4 separate regions of the Mus musculus genome follow, and all the other regions are linked to region 3. The links are chromatin contacts, called in public HiChIP or PLAC-seq and promoter capture Hi-C maps. All regions are on one chromosome and are shown on one strand. Each heading gives the region's core, a stretch centred on a gene start, on an enhancer-like site or on the middle of the called end of the contact. The rest is flanking DNA. Distances are from core to core; before and after follow the strand shown. Region 1 holds the start of Echdc3 (enoyl Coenzyme A hydratase domain containing 3). Region 2 holds the start of A230108P19Rik (RIKEN cDNA A230108P19 gene). Region 3 has its middle 190 kb from the start of 5031426D15Rik. Region 4 overlaps Celf2 (CUGBP, Elav-like family member 2).

The links. Promoter capture Hi-C pulls out the DNA fragments that hold promoters and counts their contacts. HiChIP or PLAC-seq counts read pairs in DNA pulled down with a chosen protein or histone mark.
Region 1: a contact with region 3 is called in an H3K27ac HiChIP or PLAC-seq map of the NIH/3T3 cell line, with 5 times the contacts expected there. The contact joins the promoter of Echdc3 here to the enhancer-like site in region 3. A contact is called at or near these places in 3 of 39 promoter capture datasets (the C10 cell line, embryonic stem cells and pre-B cells), 1 of 484 Hi-C or Micro-C datasets (embryonic fibroblasts) and 2 of 115 datasets of contacts at active chromatin or transcription factors (the NIH/3T3 cell line and large pre-B cells).
Region 2: a promoter capture Hi-C map of pre-B cells shows a contact between it and region 3, with 3 times the contacts expected there. The contact joins the promoter of A230108P19Rik here to the enhancer-like site in region 3. A contact is called at or near these places in 5 of 39 promoter capture datasets (the C10 cell line, the HPC-7 cell line, embryonic stem cells and 2 more).
Region 4: a contact with region 3 is called in an H3K27ac HiChIP or PLAC-seq map of large pre-B cells, with 6 times the contacts expected there. The contact joins two enhancer-like sites. A contact is called at or near these places in 1 of 484 Hi-C or Micro-C datasets (pre-B cells) and 2 of 115 datasets of contacts at active chromatin or transcription factors (the 230-238 cell line and large pre-B cells).

The regions. Positions count from the first base shown.
Region 1 is chr2:6,211,591-6,214,559 of GRCm38.p6, reverse strand. Echdc3 (enoyl Coenzyme A hydratase domain containing 3) reads left to right here and starts at 1,566. Exons shown (of 5, transcript NM_024208.4): 1 at 1,566-1,769. The coding sequence starts at 1,600. The region is part of intron 1 of A230108P19Rik (RIKEN cDNA A230108P19 gene); the gene reads right to left.
Region 2 is chr2:6,191,749-6,194,907 of GRCm38.p6, reverse strand. A230108P19Rik (RIKEN cDNA A230108P19 gene) reads right to left here and starts at 1,657. Exons shown (of 7, transcript NR_040333.1): 1 at 1,587-1,657. All of the region lies in intron 4 of Echdc3 (enoyl Coenzyme A hydratase domain containing 3), which reads left to right.
Region 3 is chr2:7,113,656-7,116,733 of GRCm38.p6, reverse strand. It overlaps a transcript of Celf2 not described here. Among named protein-coding and RNA genes, the nearest start is that of 5031426D15Rik, 190 kb to the right of the region's middle. Within about 2 kb of position 1,438, at least 75 of the 459 cell types and tissues checked have an H3K27ac peak or open chromatin away from gene starts, as enhancers often do. A contact at or near this core is called in the NIH/3T3 cell line, embryonic fibroblasts and pre-B cells, where this site is marked.
Region 4 is chr2:6,555,801-6,559,199 of GRCm38.p6, reverse strand. The region is part of intron 10 of Celf2 (CUGBP, Elav-like family member 2); the gene reads left to right. Among named protein-coding and RNA genes, the nearest start is that of Gm52546, 79 kb to the right of the region's middle. Within about 2 kb of position 1,354, at least 11 of the 459 cell types and tissues checked have an H3K27ac peak or open chromatin away from gene starts, as enhancers often do.

The DNA.
Region 1 (2,969 bases), core at 317-2,816, 900 kb after region 3:
ACCTGCTACTCAGTGGTCACATCACACCACCGAGGTCAGGGAGATCATTTCAAAACTCATAGGCCAGCTCTATCAAGGCAAGTCTAATTTATTATGCTTGCTTTGTAGCCTTCCATCCCTACGAGTCAAGCTTTAAAAACCCAGAGGTCAAGAATTGCAACCCTCTAACCAGCTGGATTCTTCTGGATTCTGGGTTTCTTCACAGAAACAAAGAATAATCTAGCTTTTTAGATAGAACAACAGTCAAGGAAATGGAGGGGTGAAGGGTAGTGGGAGAGTCTTCAATGATATTTTGAAATATCACCTTATACACTGTTTTGTCCTGTTATAAAGCTGAGGATGACAGCTTCGCAGTGGGCAGTGACGGTATATGCTTTTAATCCCGGCACTCACGAGGCAGAGGCAAGTGGATCTCTGTGGGTTTGAGGCTACCCAAGTTCCAGGACAGCCAAGACTACATAGAGAAACCCCGTTTCAAAACAAAAGGAAAAAACAAGCCCCTTGTGTGACTTTTTCTAGGATGACATCCACAGAGCAAAGAAACGATTCTACCCAAGGCTAGCTTAGGGAACCGGTAAGTCTACTGGGGTTACCTCTGTAGGTAGGGGTGAGGAGCTACTTGCAGGAGCACAAAAGACTCAAAGGCAGCTGCATGGATTAAAATCCCACAGCAGCACACATAAGACTCACAGAGGCTGCATCCCTGATGCCCCTTCAATGCCTTGCAGGTTGGTCATCTTATAGGACACCCTTGTAAATCTTTTTACTTTCTGAGATTTAATGAATGTATTGTATATACTGTATATCTTGTATATACTGTTATCCTTGCAGAACCCATTGGGAAAGAGTTCGGGCTCCTGGGATGGCACCTCCCTCTAGAAGCAACAAGATCTTAAGAGCTAAGATTATTTATTCTGTGTCTCCCACAAATACCCACATTTGCAAGAATTACCACACCGCAAGGATTTACTTAAAAGCCTTTCACTGTAGGATATGCCTCTCATCTAGCCACTGGGATCCTGAAACGGATTCCAGGCTTCCCCTGGGCGAATGTGGAAAGCCCAAGCTATAAATACCGGTCTCCCGCGTCTGCACGGGAAGATGCAAAACATTCAAAGTTATAGTAGGCTAAACACTCCTTGTGATCCAGGATCACCCACAAGGCATAGGAGAGTTTCCTGTGGGAGGCGTGGGCGCAGCAATGTGGTACATAGCTCCTGCCACTCATCACCGGATGACACTCATTTCACAACATCCGGCACATTCCTGGTGTCGCTACACAAAGAAACGAGCCAACCCAGTTCTCCCCTCCCTTAAACTCCTTCACAGCCTGACTAAATCAAACAAATCACTGGCTCTGGCAAATGAGTTTCATTCTGTGACCTACACCCAGGGCAGGGCCCCGAGCCCCTCCACCCCACCCGCCCCGCTCCACTAGTTTCGCAGCCCGGGTTTGGGGGCGTGGCTCCAGGAGAAGGACACCGGGGCAGGGCTTTGGGGGTGGGGCCCTGAAGGCGGGGCTCTGAGTGACCAGGTCTAAAAGGGAAAAACCCGAGGCCTAGGCTGCTTGCACAGTCAACCTTGCTTTTCTTGGCTGCAATGGCTGTGGTCGCAGGCCTTCGGGCCTTTGGGGTGAAGTGGCCCAGCTGGCTCAGGCGCAACCCATGGGCCCCTCTCTCCGCCGGCTTCTGCAGCCCAGGGTCAGCAGGACCTGCGGGGTCGGAGTCAGAGCCAAGGCTCACCAGCACGCGACAGCAGGACGGAATCAGGTCAGCCTGCAGGCAGTGCCAGGGCTCTCCCTGGAGTTGGGAGCCAGGACTCGGGATCAACAGGCCTTGCCGCCACTAATCCTGAGTTATTTGTCACTGTTCTTTTCGATTTCATCTCGAAAAGATGACATCTTTGGTGGAGGAATCCTTGCATACTGAGTTTACAGGTGTCCCTTCCCTGTGCACACTAATACGAGGCACATGTGAGGGTTGTAAGTGAAAACTTCCTGGTGGCCCCCTAACACGGCTACCGTGCCCAGTTGCCCAGTCGTTTCTGAACATTTCTGCTGGCATGAGCACACATCTATCGCAACAGCCGTTGCCATGACCTCCAAGAAAGCCTATCACAAAAGATCCATGCCCTTACAAACAAAATCAGCAGGCTCCAGGGTTAAGGGCATGCTGAAATGCAGGGTGGGGGAGGTCAATAAGTAAGGATACAGGGCACATGCCCTGATCTCTGCCCCCTTGTGCCACAAACCTAAAAGCCTTAAAGTTTTGTTTGAATCCGTGCACAACCTGGATGTAATGAAGACCCTTTTCAGGCCTGGGCAGCACAAGGCTGTGAAGAGCTACGTTTCCTTGTTTAAGAGCTACAGGTGGAGCTGTTTAAGTGATATGCCCCCTACTCCAGTAAATAGCTCTTCTTAACCCTAGAAGATCATGTTTCACTTTTTAATCCTCACCCAAACTTTTATGTGGTCCTCCAAAAGAATGGAGAGCCAACCTCTGGCCTTTGGCTCTCCCCACACCTCCCCTTCACCCTCAGACCTCTCTATTACTACAGCCTTTAAGGAGCTTAGCACACAGGTCTGCGGATACCCATCCAAGGTGCCCATATTCTGTCTGTCCCCTAACTCCCTACAGACAACCATGGGTGGCCACCACAGGGGCTAAGCATTGGTGGGGCTCAGTAACTAAAGAGCAATCCCATTTCCTGTGGACTCCTTGGCCATCAACAGAGATAGAAACACTCCCAAAGAGAGCCTTAGGGGGCTCTGAAATGTAGAGCCTTCCTTTCTGATTTTTTTTTTTTTTTTGAGACAGGGTTTCTCTGTGTAGCCCTGGCTGTCCTAGAACTCTCTCTATAGACCAGGCTAGCCTTGAACTCAGAAATCTGCCTGCTCCTGCCTCTGAAGTGCTGGGGTTAAAGGCGTGCGCCACCATTGCCCGGCCCTTTATGATTTTTAAAGAGAAGCT
Region 2 (3,159 bases), core at 408-2,907, 920 kb after region 3:
TGGCTAGTGATTTCTTGACAACCATTCTCATTCCAGAAAGGAGTTACAGTGTCTGATTTACAGTGCTGGGCTTACAGTGGTTAGACCAGAACTAGCCTGTCCATACTGTGGGACTCTGCACAAGGAGCAGCTGTGTGTCGGAGCTGTCTTGTCATCACTAATGACAATCAAGTCTGTTTCCCCTTGTAAAGCTGTCTTCCGTCCAAAACCTCACAGAATAGCGTTCAGTGGGCATCCATGAAGCGGAAAACCACAGTGTCTGTTCTGGGAGGAAGACATCCTGTTCTCAGTGGGAAATCTGGAAACGAAGGCGCAAACCTATATATGCAGCGAGCAAGGAGAACAGGCTATCTGGTCTTGAAACAACTGCCAAACTTAACAGTGGCTCACAGGCCTGAGGCAAGAAAGAAGTGAGACCTGAAGGGAAAACAGCAGTAGAGCCAAGGGGTGCCTGGGAGAATTTTGCCCTTCCCCAGGTCCTCCTGGTTAGTTTTGGCAGAAACGGGTGCACCTATGAAGATACTGCAGTTTACTACAAACCAGTATGCGGACACCAGGCTGGAAGTGGGCTACAAGCTGCAAGAGGTGAGGGTTTGCTCAAGCATCTTTCAAAGGGGAGGTGCTTGCTTATTATTTTAGATAGATATTTGCCTTAAGTGCAGCCATGTTTAGTGAATATTTCTTATATCATTGCCTGGACTTCAAGTCAAAATAGATTACAAATCTCCTGTGATACTCAAGGACTGTCTTGTAACTGCAGATGAAACCATGAAGCCTTTCATAGCAAGAAGTTGCTATACTGGTTCATCCTCTTTCCAACACATGACTTGCTGGAAGGTTCCATGGTAAAGGCATTTAAGTCCTATTGACAGGGTAAAAAATAGCAAGCCTTCTAAATTAAGGCTTATCAGAATTCCTAGAAACTTCAGACTGTCAAACTTTACAATTGTTTTTGAAAAGAAAGAGGAGAAATGTAACCAAAATATCCCTTGAATTCCATGGAAGCCCAGTTCTCGGAACCACATTGCGTAATCTGCACAGTGTGACAGATGAAGGGGCAAGGGCATCGTGAGAACCAGAATCGCTTTTTCCCTGCCAAAGAACGTTTTGTCAGGAAGCAGGCCTTCTCAAACGACAACAGTCTGTCCTGGGGGTGGGGAAGGCAGCTCCATCAGCAAATTCCAGCTGCACAAGCAGGAGGCCCTGAGTTCCATCTGCAGAGCACACTCATCAAAGCCAGGCCTCGCGGTGCACACTTGTCATCTCAGAGCTGAGGAGGCCAAAACGGGAGGATCCCCGAAGCTCTGGGACCAGCCAGTCTAAGTAATCAGCAACTTCTACCCACTGAAAGACATCCTGTAGATGCCTTTCAAAAAACAAGGTAGACAGCTCCTGGCAAACACCACCCAAGGTTGACTTCTGACCTCTAAATACACGTGCACACGTGCACCCAGTCCAATATGTGCATGCACACTTATGAGCGCGCGCGCGCGCGCGCACACACACACACACTCAGAATTATAGTTTCTCTTCATATTCTGGCCCCCCAGAAGAAGAGTGAACTCAAGCACACACTGTGAACGTACCATTGCATCTGCTGGTGATAATAGGTCCCTGTGTTTATCCGCAGAGAAGCAGGCAGGTGCTTTTGCAAACTGGCCTGGATGGACGTCTCAGTCCTTTCCTACTTAGGTGTTAGGACAACATGTGTTGGACTCTACTTCCCTCTGCTGGGCACTCTAGGAAAATGTTCTGCTGTGCTGGAAAGTTAAAGACTGCAGTTCTTCTACTGGGCAAAAGCCATGGAGTTGAGCATACTGTGTCAAGGCATGATTATTCATCTTATTTTTAAAGTCGTTCCCTTGAATTCAACCATGCATCTTCATTGTGCTATATAAAAGCCCTGCCTCCAGATGTTCTCTTCCCGAGGCCGGGCTGGCCATGCACAGCTAAGAGCCAGCACATCAGGCGTCCCATAAGTATATCAGTAAGTATTCCAGGAAAGCTAGAAAGGACTCGAGTCTCCTTCCAACACCAGTCCCTTCACCACGGGGAAAATCCTTGCTTCCGCTTACCTACCCACCTGGCTGTGTGTTTGCACACCCTTATCTCCCACAAGTCTAACTCAGAGTTCGATCCTCACCCATACCACAACTCCCACAGAGACTCGGACATGACTCATATCGACTATTTAACAGTGAGTTGCATGCCTAACATAATTTAGAAAATGCAGCTTAAAAGCACCCATGCATGCTAGCAACTTTTCCTAGTTTCCCGGCGAGATGAGGGCAGTGATCTGGTGTGTGTAACCTGTGCACACCTGGTGGGTGTGCACCGTATCCAACCCTCCCCCACTCATTCCTCTTTCTCCCTGCATCTCCTCAAGCTGCAGTCCACAGTCTCAAGAAGACAGACACCATTACTACAGCCTGAATGTGTTGTTCCCTGAGTTCATATGTTGCAGTGCAATCATCAAAGTGACAGCTGTTGGAGGTGGGGCCTTGGGATGTGATGTTGGGTCAAGAGTAGAACCTCATGATGGGACTAGAGTCTGTGGGAAAGGGGTGTCAGGTCCCATGTGAGGACACAGTGATACATCAGTCTCTGAACCTGGAGTCAGCTTTCTCCCTGGACACTAAATCTGCTGATGCCTTGAACCTGGGCTTCCCAACCTCCAGAGCATGAGATCTTCCTGCTTCTCAGCCACACAGTTTATGGCCTTTTGTTCTTACAGTCTGGATAAACCAAGGCATGGGGCCCACCCAAAAGATAAGCAGAGAGGCCCCAGGATGCTGCAGCACACAGCCATCACATCTGTGTGGTCCCCTCTGCTTTGCTGATCCGCTCAGGTGCTGTGAAGCCTTGAAGCCAGTGTCAGAGTCACAGAAGTATCCAGTAGGAGTGAGGATGTTAATATTAGTCACTCCACTCACTGGCATCTACCGAGAATTCCGTTATCTCGGATTAATCTGTTATCTGGAATAATCACCAGGGCGTGGAGAATGCAGGTACCCATTCGTCTGTCCAGAGGACGGATCAGACTCTGAAGGGTCAGTTGGTTTGACTCTGGTGTCTGTCTCCAAACCTCTCCTTTCTAGAAGATTGTCTGACAACCAGGTTAAGTCACAGCCTCAAATCTTAATTGTCATTTTGAATGAA
Region 3 (3,078 bases), core at 189-2,688:
GGACGGAGGAAGCGACCAAGTACAATGTTTCCTTATTATTCTGTCATGGAGTTTGTCCCAGGATGACTGTATGCCATGTAGTTTAAAACTTACAGGGAGCCTTTGAAAAAACGAAGCATGAAAGTCTATAAACTGGTTCCTTGTAGGATGAACTTAATCGAGCCTCCAGCCTTTCTCTCCCCCCTATCAGTTGTATTCCAATGCCCACAATCTATCTATAGGTGCCACCAATGAAGGGTTAGCAGTTGGATGATATTGGCATAGCTATCAGCAATCTGCAGATTTTCATTTGGGGTTGTGGCATCCTGAAATAAGTTGAAGCAGAAATAATATCCCTGGGTTGAGAGATTTCAAATTCTATTTATTGATAGGTGAAGTACAGGACCAGATACTAGTAAGTGAACAAAGTTGGCAGAGGGTAGAAATAACTTTCAGACTCCCAGCCACAACAGTGAAAGAGAAAACAAAAAGAAGAGGAGACACCAGCTGCTCTTTATTCTTTGGTGTGTTAAGCTTCACTACACCTGGGGCTCTTTATTTGCCTTTCTTTGGGCTCCCCGGTTTGCTTTATTCTCTCTGGAACTCTGTAAGGAATCAGCAGCATTAAATCCTGCAGCAATGCTTGCTGGGAAGCCCAGAGAAGTCACCAATATGAGTCAGCATAATAACATCTTCCTGTCTGGAACAAAGGCAGCATTCATCATCATTTAAGTGGACATATGATGCTGCTAGTCAAAGCCTCAGCCACAGATCACATCAGTGTCCCATTACAGAGGCAGCACTGTCCCAGGACCCGCTTGGAATAGGAATCTCAAGGCTGGGCTGGATGGTGGGGGTGTCTCACTCAAGCTTCAAGGAAAATTAAAGGCACTAAATCAGCTGGTTAATTATCTGTGTCATTGACCTTGGAGCCTTAATGGGAAAATGTATTTCAGACACCGAATGCCTGTAAACAAAGAATTATAAGGTGTAGTACCCATCTCATAATTGACAGACCGGAGTGCATTTAAACAGTGTACACTTTCCTCTATGACATTTGCTTCTGTCCCTCTGATTATGTCTTCTTCAATTTCCCCCAAAGCGATACAATGTGTCTTATAACTTCACTTGTCTTTAAAGTTGTGCATGAGCAAAGATTCTCCAAGAGCTTTTCCTATCTCCCAGTTGTCTTCTGCATTTCCTTAACCTTGCCAGAAGCTGAAGTCCTCAGATCCTTGCTACGTTGTTGAAGGAACTACCATCAGTGAAGAAAAAGACTGCAACACACAGTACTACCATCCTTTCTGTGATCTAACATTCAATTTCATCACCATGGCAAATCCCAAGGGCATTGTGCTGTGACTCCATGGTGAAAAGAAAAACACAGCATGGTAATGCTGAGCCCAACCCAGCCTGCGTGAAGCAGGTGTCAGCCTGGAGCCAGCACTGAAGGCATCAGTGACCATTCACTGAGCAGTCAGGCATGGCTCATCCTGACCCTGCACCTCAAGGGAACTGCGTGGCCCTAACAGCACACAGAAGAGTCACCAATAGTAGAGAAGTCTAAATTCTTGTCTTCTACTTCTTGCCAAAAATTAAGGAAGTCAGACTTCATGGTTTTCTGAATATGCCTGCGTATATTAAAACCACAGAAATAAGACACACTACAGTCAAGAAAAGGACATAGTCCTCCTAGTGTGACGTTTCTTTATTACCATTCATTGGCCGGCCTCTCATTTTTCCATGAGATTCCCTCTTTATCCCAACGTGGTCCTCCCCTTTGCCCCTCAAACTCTGTGGTTCTGGAAGTCTTCCTCTTGCTCCTGAACGGATTCCATCCAGAGAGCCGCTTTGTTTGCTCTCCATTGTGTGGGAAGAACTGGCCATTTTATTGGTTCATTCACTATCCTGGTTCCTGTTCCTTACACCATTATTGCTTGATTCGTTTAACTCATAAGGCACCAGAAAGAGAGACTGACAGGAATAGGGAAGGAAGAGGGGGAGGAGAGAAAAGAGAGACAGAAGGGATGGGATAAAAGGGAAGAGAGAGAAAGAGACACGGGAAAGAAAGTAGAGTGGGAGAGAAGGAGATTATCGAAGCTTCTGGGTTCCTAGAAAGAAATTCAACCTATGCTAGACTTTTACATACACCAAGATTTCCAGCTCGTGCTTAGGACCGGAGACAGCATTCCAGGATGCTCTGGGAAAGACTAGCATCCAGCTTTGAGAGAGAAGCTCTCTGGGCTCAGGCTCAGTCCCAGCTAATTTAATGTCTGTGCCAAGGAAATTTTCTGTGAGTGGAAGCACTTAACTCCTTAAGCAAACAATTCAAGAAAGATCTACGGAAAATAAGGTTTAGAGAGGGGGGGGGGGGAGTTGTTGGTTTCTAATAAGTCCTAGCACTTCATATTACACGCTCTAGATTTTACCCCAAGATTTCCCATAGATGGTCTCAGCTGCTCTGAGCATGTGCTTAATAGATAGATACTTGCTCCCTGGGAACTGAGAGAAAAAAAAAAACCAGGAATCACATGAGATTGTCCATAAGTCAGGATGTCACTGAGAGCAAAGGCTAGCTAAATTCGAACACATGGAGCAATGGGTTTTTCTCTTGTGAGAAGTCATCTGAGCACTTGTGATCTTTGGACATTTGGGGGCAGCTTTCAACGCTTCCCATTTACTGCCCAGGGAAGCAACTCTCTCCCTGTTGTGAGCCTTGTGAGCTTGCTTGTGAGATGAATTTGCTAATGGGCTTGAGGGTGGAGATCACTTACTTAGGCTCCAACAATCTGTGATTATGAAACACAGGCCCTCCAGATCCCACAACCTGGCCAGGCAGTCCAGGACAGGAAAATGCGCTCTGGATAGTCATGGATTGAAGTGACACACTTCACAGAGCTGCCCTGGGCATAAACGGGTAGACTCTAGCAAGAATGAAATGTGCATACTCTTTATTGTGTGCCATCTCATGAGAATACAGTCACAGAACTCTAGAACGGTGCTTAACAAAAGGAAGAAGCATAAGCCTGGGCATAAGCAAGGCCTCTTTGCCAGGAAAAAAGCATAAAATACAACTGTAAAGCGAATGTTCAAACATGA
Region 4 (3,399 bases), core at 105-2,604, 560 kb after region 3:
TATGGTTCAGGTAAGGGTCCAACCCCTGGAGCCCCACCTAGTAGGAAGAGACCACAAGCTTGTACAAGCTGTCCTCTGGCCTCCACAAGCATGTCCCACTCCCCTCCCACACAGGCAGGAAATGTAAGGAAAGCCTTTAAATGTCTAAAGTGTGTCCACGTGAAGGTTAACTCGTGCAATCCTAGTAAGAAACCATATTTTCATAAGTAGACAATCTTCAGGTTTATTAAATCGTTTCATTTAGATGCTCGAGGGAGGCCGAAAACAAACAAACAAACAAACAAACAAACATAATTTTATCTGATCCTGAAGAAAAAAAAATGTTTCCTGCCACATATGATAGCTTTTGTGATATTAGCGTATAGTACACGGCCTGGTAACCTGTGACAGCAGAATGTTTTATTCCAGTTAAAACTGCCTCCAGCTTTTACATTTCCAGCAGCCACCTAGGAGCCTGGAGGCCCGGTCCTGTTTCTGGTGCAGCTCCTCTTTTTGACCCTGTCCTACAGCAGTGCCAGCCTACTGCCCTTCACCCGAGTTTCGGATGTGTGTGCATCCATCCCTCATGCTGCTTCTCTTGCCCCAGGACCTAGTTCCCCTCAAACAAGGACTTTGATTTGATCGCCTGCCTGTCCTTGGTCTGCAGAGTCACAGGCCAGTGGGAATGGTTGTCCCCCTCAGCACGTGCTCTGACTGCTGTGTGTCCACATGTCCGTGTCCTGTCCCTCCATGCCTGCTTTGTTTTGTGTTGCCGGCCTTTTCCCATTCTTATTGTGAGGACCCAAGGGGAACTGTGTGGAATGATGAGAAACCACAGCTAGTCCTTGTGTGGGGTCACATGTTACACAAAGTTTGCTCTGGCAAGGACAATAGTTTCAAATTGAGTTGCTGCTTTTCAGTTTTTGTAATTTGGTTAATAGAAATATGCATAGTTCGTGACAAGAAAGAATGTTCTTAATTTCACGTATCCCTACCTACCAGTCAGTGTGAACCATGTTTAATTAAAAATTATGCACAAATGGAAATCTATTCCTTCTTGATTGTTAAGTGCTACTACTGCTAGCCTCCTTGCCAACCTCAGCATCAACTAGGAGGGAGCATTTTCTACTTGTCTCAGATTAAATATTAAGGGGAACCCCCTCAGGGTGAAGTATCCTCAAAAGAGATGATGTCACCTGTTACAGATAATTCTCTCCAGGTAATCACGAGATACTCTTTCAGTTCTTGTCAGCTTACATATTGTTTCCTCCCCAGCTGTGTCCCAGGAATGATTAGCTACGATACTGTGGCTAGTATATGATATGATCATGAGAAGAGTCTGGTTTTCTGAACAGAACCAGATATTTTCCATGAACAAAGCAGCCAGAGAGAAAATAGGTAGATGACACATCTTAGCCTAGACTTGGACCACATCCCTGCTATAAGGCCAGCCCCTCGCTAAAAGGGTTCACAGATGAGTTGCTAGGTTAAACTGTTTGAAAAATTTACTTTTCCCTTGTATATTAATGAGTGACGCTAAAAAGCACAGCCAGCTAAAGGTAAAGCCAGATCAGAAAGACCAAAAAGAGCATGTGTCATTCAGGGCTTGCATCTAGATAGTTTGATTAATATATAAACATAGGAATTTTTTTATATTTTTGTATATTAATATCTAAATTAAGATAAAAATACTCTGAGCACATATATCCACCCAAGAGCCTTTATCTGATGATTTTTTTCTAAATATAAGTGAAATGCTCCCTTCCTTTTCTTGGTTCAAATTATGTGATTCTTCCGCATGGCTTAACATATTGTCCTTAAAACTATGATTCTTTTACTGTAACAAGTCATAAACACTTGGCGGAGAGTCATTTTTAAGTTCCTTTATGTGGCTAAAAGAAGAGAGGACTTGAGTACATTACCCTAGCTTACACTGCTCTTTATTTGCATTGTGGAGTCATTGTTTTGATCTGTCTTCTAGCAGTTTATGAAGAGAATGTCACTGTGTACCAGAGCACATTTGTGATCTTACCGACATAGTCAAATATGGAAGTGAAACTAACTGTATTCATATTTATCTCCCATAATTTCAGTTACTTTCCCCAGATCCTCATTTATTAGCTTATAGCTTAGCAGGCTCAATGTGTTCTAATACATTCCTTCCTTTTTCTCTCTTGTATGTGATCTATATCACCTAAAAAGAGTGGCTTGCAAATAAATGTCACCTGCTTGTGGTCACTCCTAGTTCTGCTTAGTGCCATCTCCACAGTGCGCACAAGAATGCTTGTCTATAGTCTTGGGTGTGTCTGCCATTTTAACTAACTTAGGTCTGTAAGTGAAGGCCTCTGAAGAGTAATTAAATGTAACAACTTAATAGTCAGGTGACACATCAACTCTATTGTCAGGCCAATTATCTAGACCTCTCTTACATAAGTTTGTCACCCCTTTCACTGTATCCAGCTTTTTTGTCTAGACAGCATGAGTGAGAATTTAAAGGGTCAGGGGAAATAATTGATCCATTCAGTGTTCTCAAAGAAAAGCTTTATTTTTTTTAAATGGAAATATTTTATTCAACTAAACTTTCTCAAACCTCTGCTTCTATTGTCCGAGGCTTTTAGAGATAATCAGATGTTGACAGCTGAATTGATAAGTGTTAAGTTTGATACCATGATTATCTAATGTAGAATAACATTAGCTAGTTTGTAAGAGTTGCTCTCCACAGTTGAAGTCCTCCTCTGACGGTTCTCCAGATGCTCCGTGTGGTCCTTACCTGATACTCCCTGAACTTAGCCAACCCATAGCCTCCAAGATTTTAAAATATATTTTCCAAGATAGCATAATTCCAAAATATATAATGTATTTTCCAAGGTAGTATAAATCTTCTCAATGTATCTGTGTTTGAAAGAACTTTTTCACCCCTCTTATTCTTTATTCAAGAAAAGATTTATGTCATAGAAGAGGGAAGCTTTAGGCTGGGACAACCAAGCTGTCCCAAAGGTCCTGCACAGGTGCCTGACCAGTTCCTCCACCTTGGCATCTCTGCTCCATCTATTTCAATGTCTCCCAGTAACTGCCCCCAAGCATGGAAGGCTAAGAGTTGTCTTATACGTGCATAGCAGCAGTAGAAGCAAGCAGAGCTTCTAGAAAGTAGGTCTAAGTTAGAGCATGTAGTCTAAGAACACAACCAGCCATGACAACATCCTACCCAGAAGGATGAAGGACAGGGCTGGAATGTTGCCTGGTGGAGCTGCAGGCTTCCCACATTTTGTTCTAAAGATTTGAAGTTCACTGTGTTTCTGATTTAAGAGGTGGAAAATGACAAAATGGGGAGAATTCCAAGCTGCAGCCTAAGTCGGACCCTTTTGTACAGGGCTTAGGTGACAGTGTGTGGACAAGCTATGACAGGTAGATTCGGAGGTA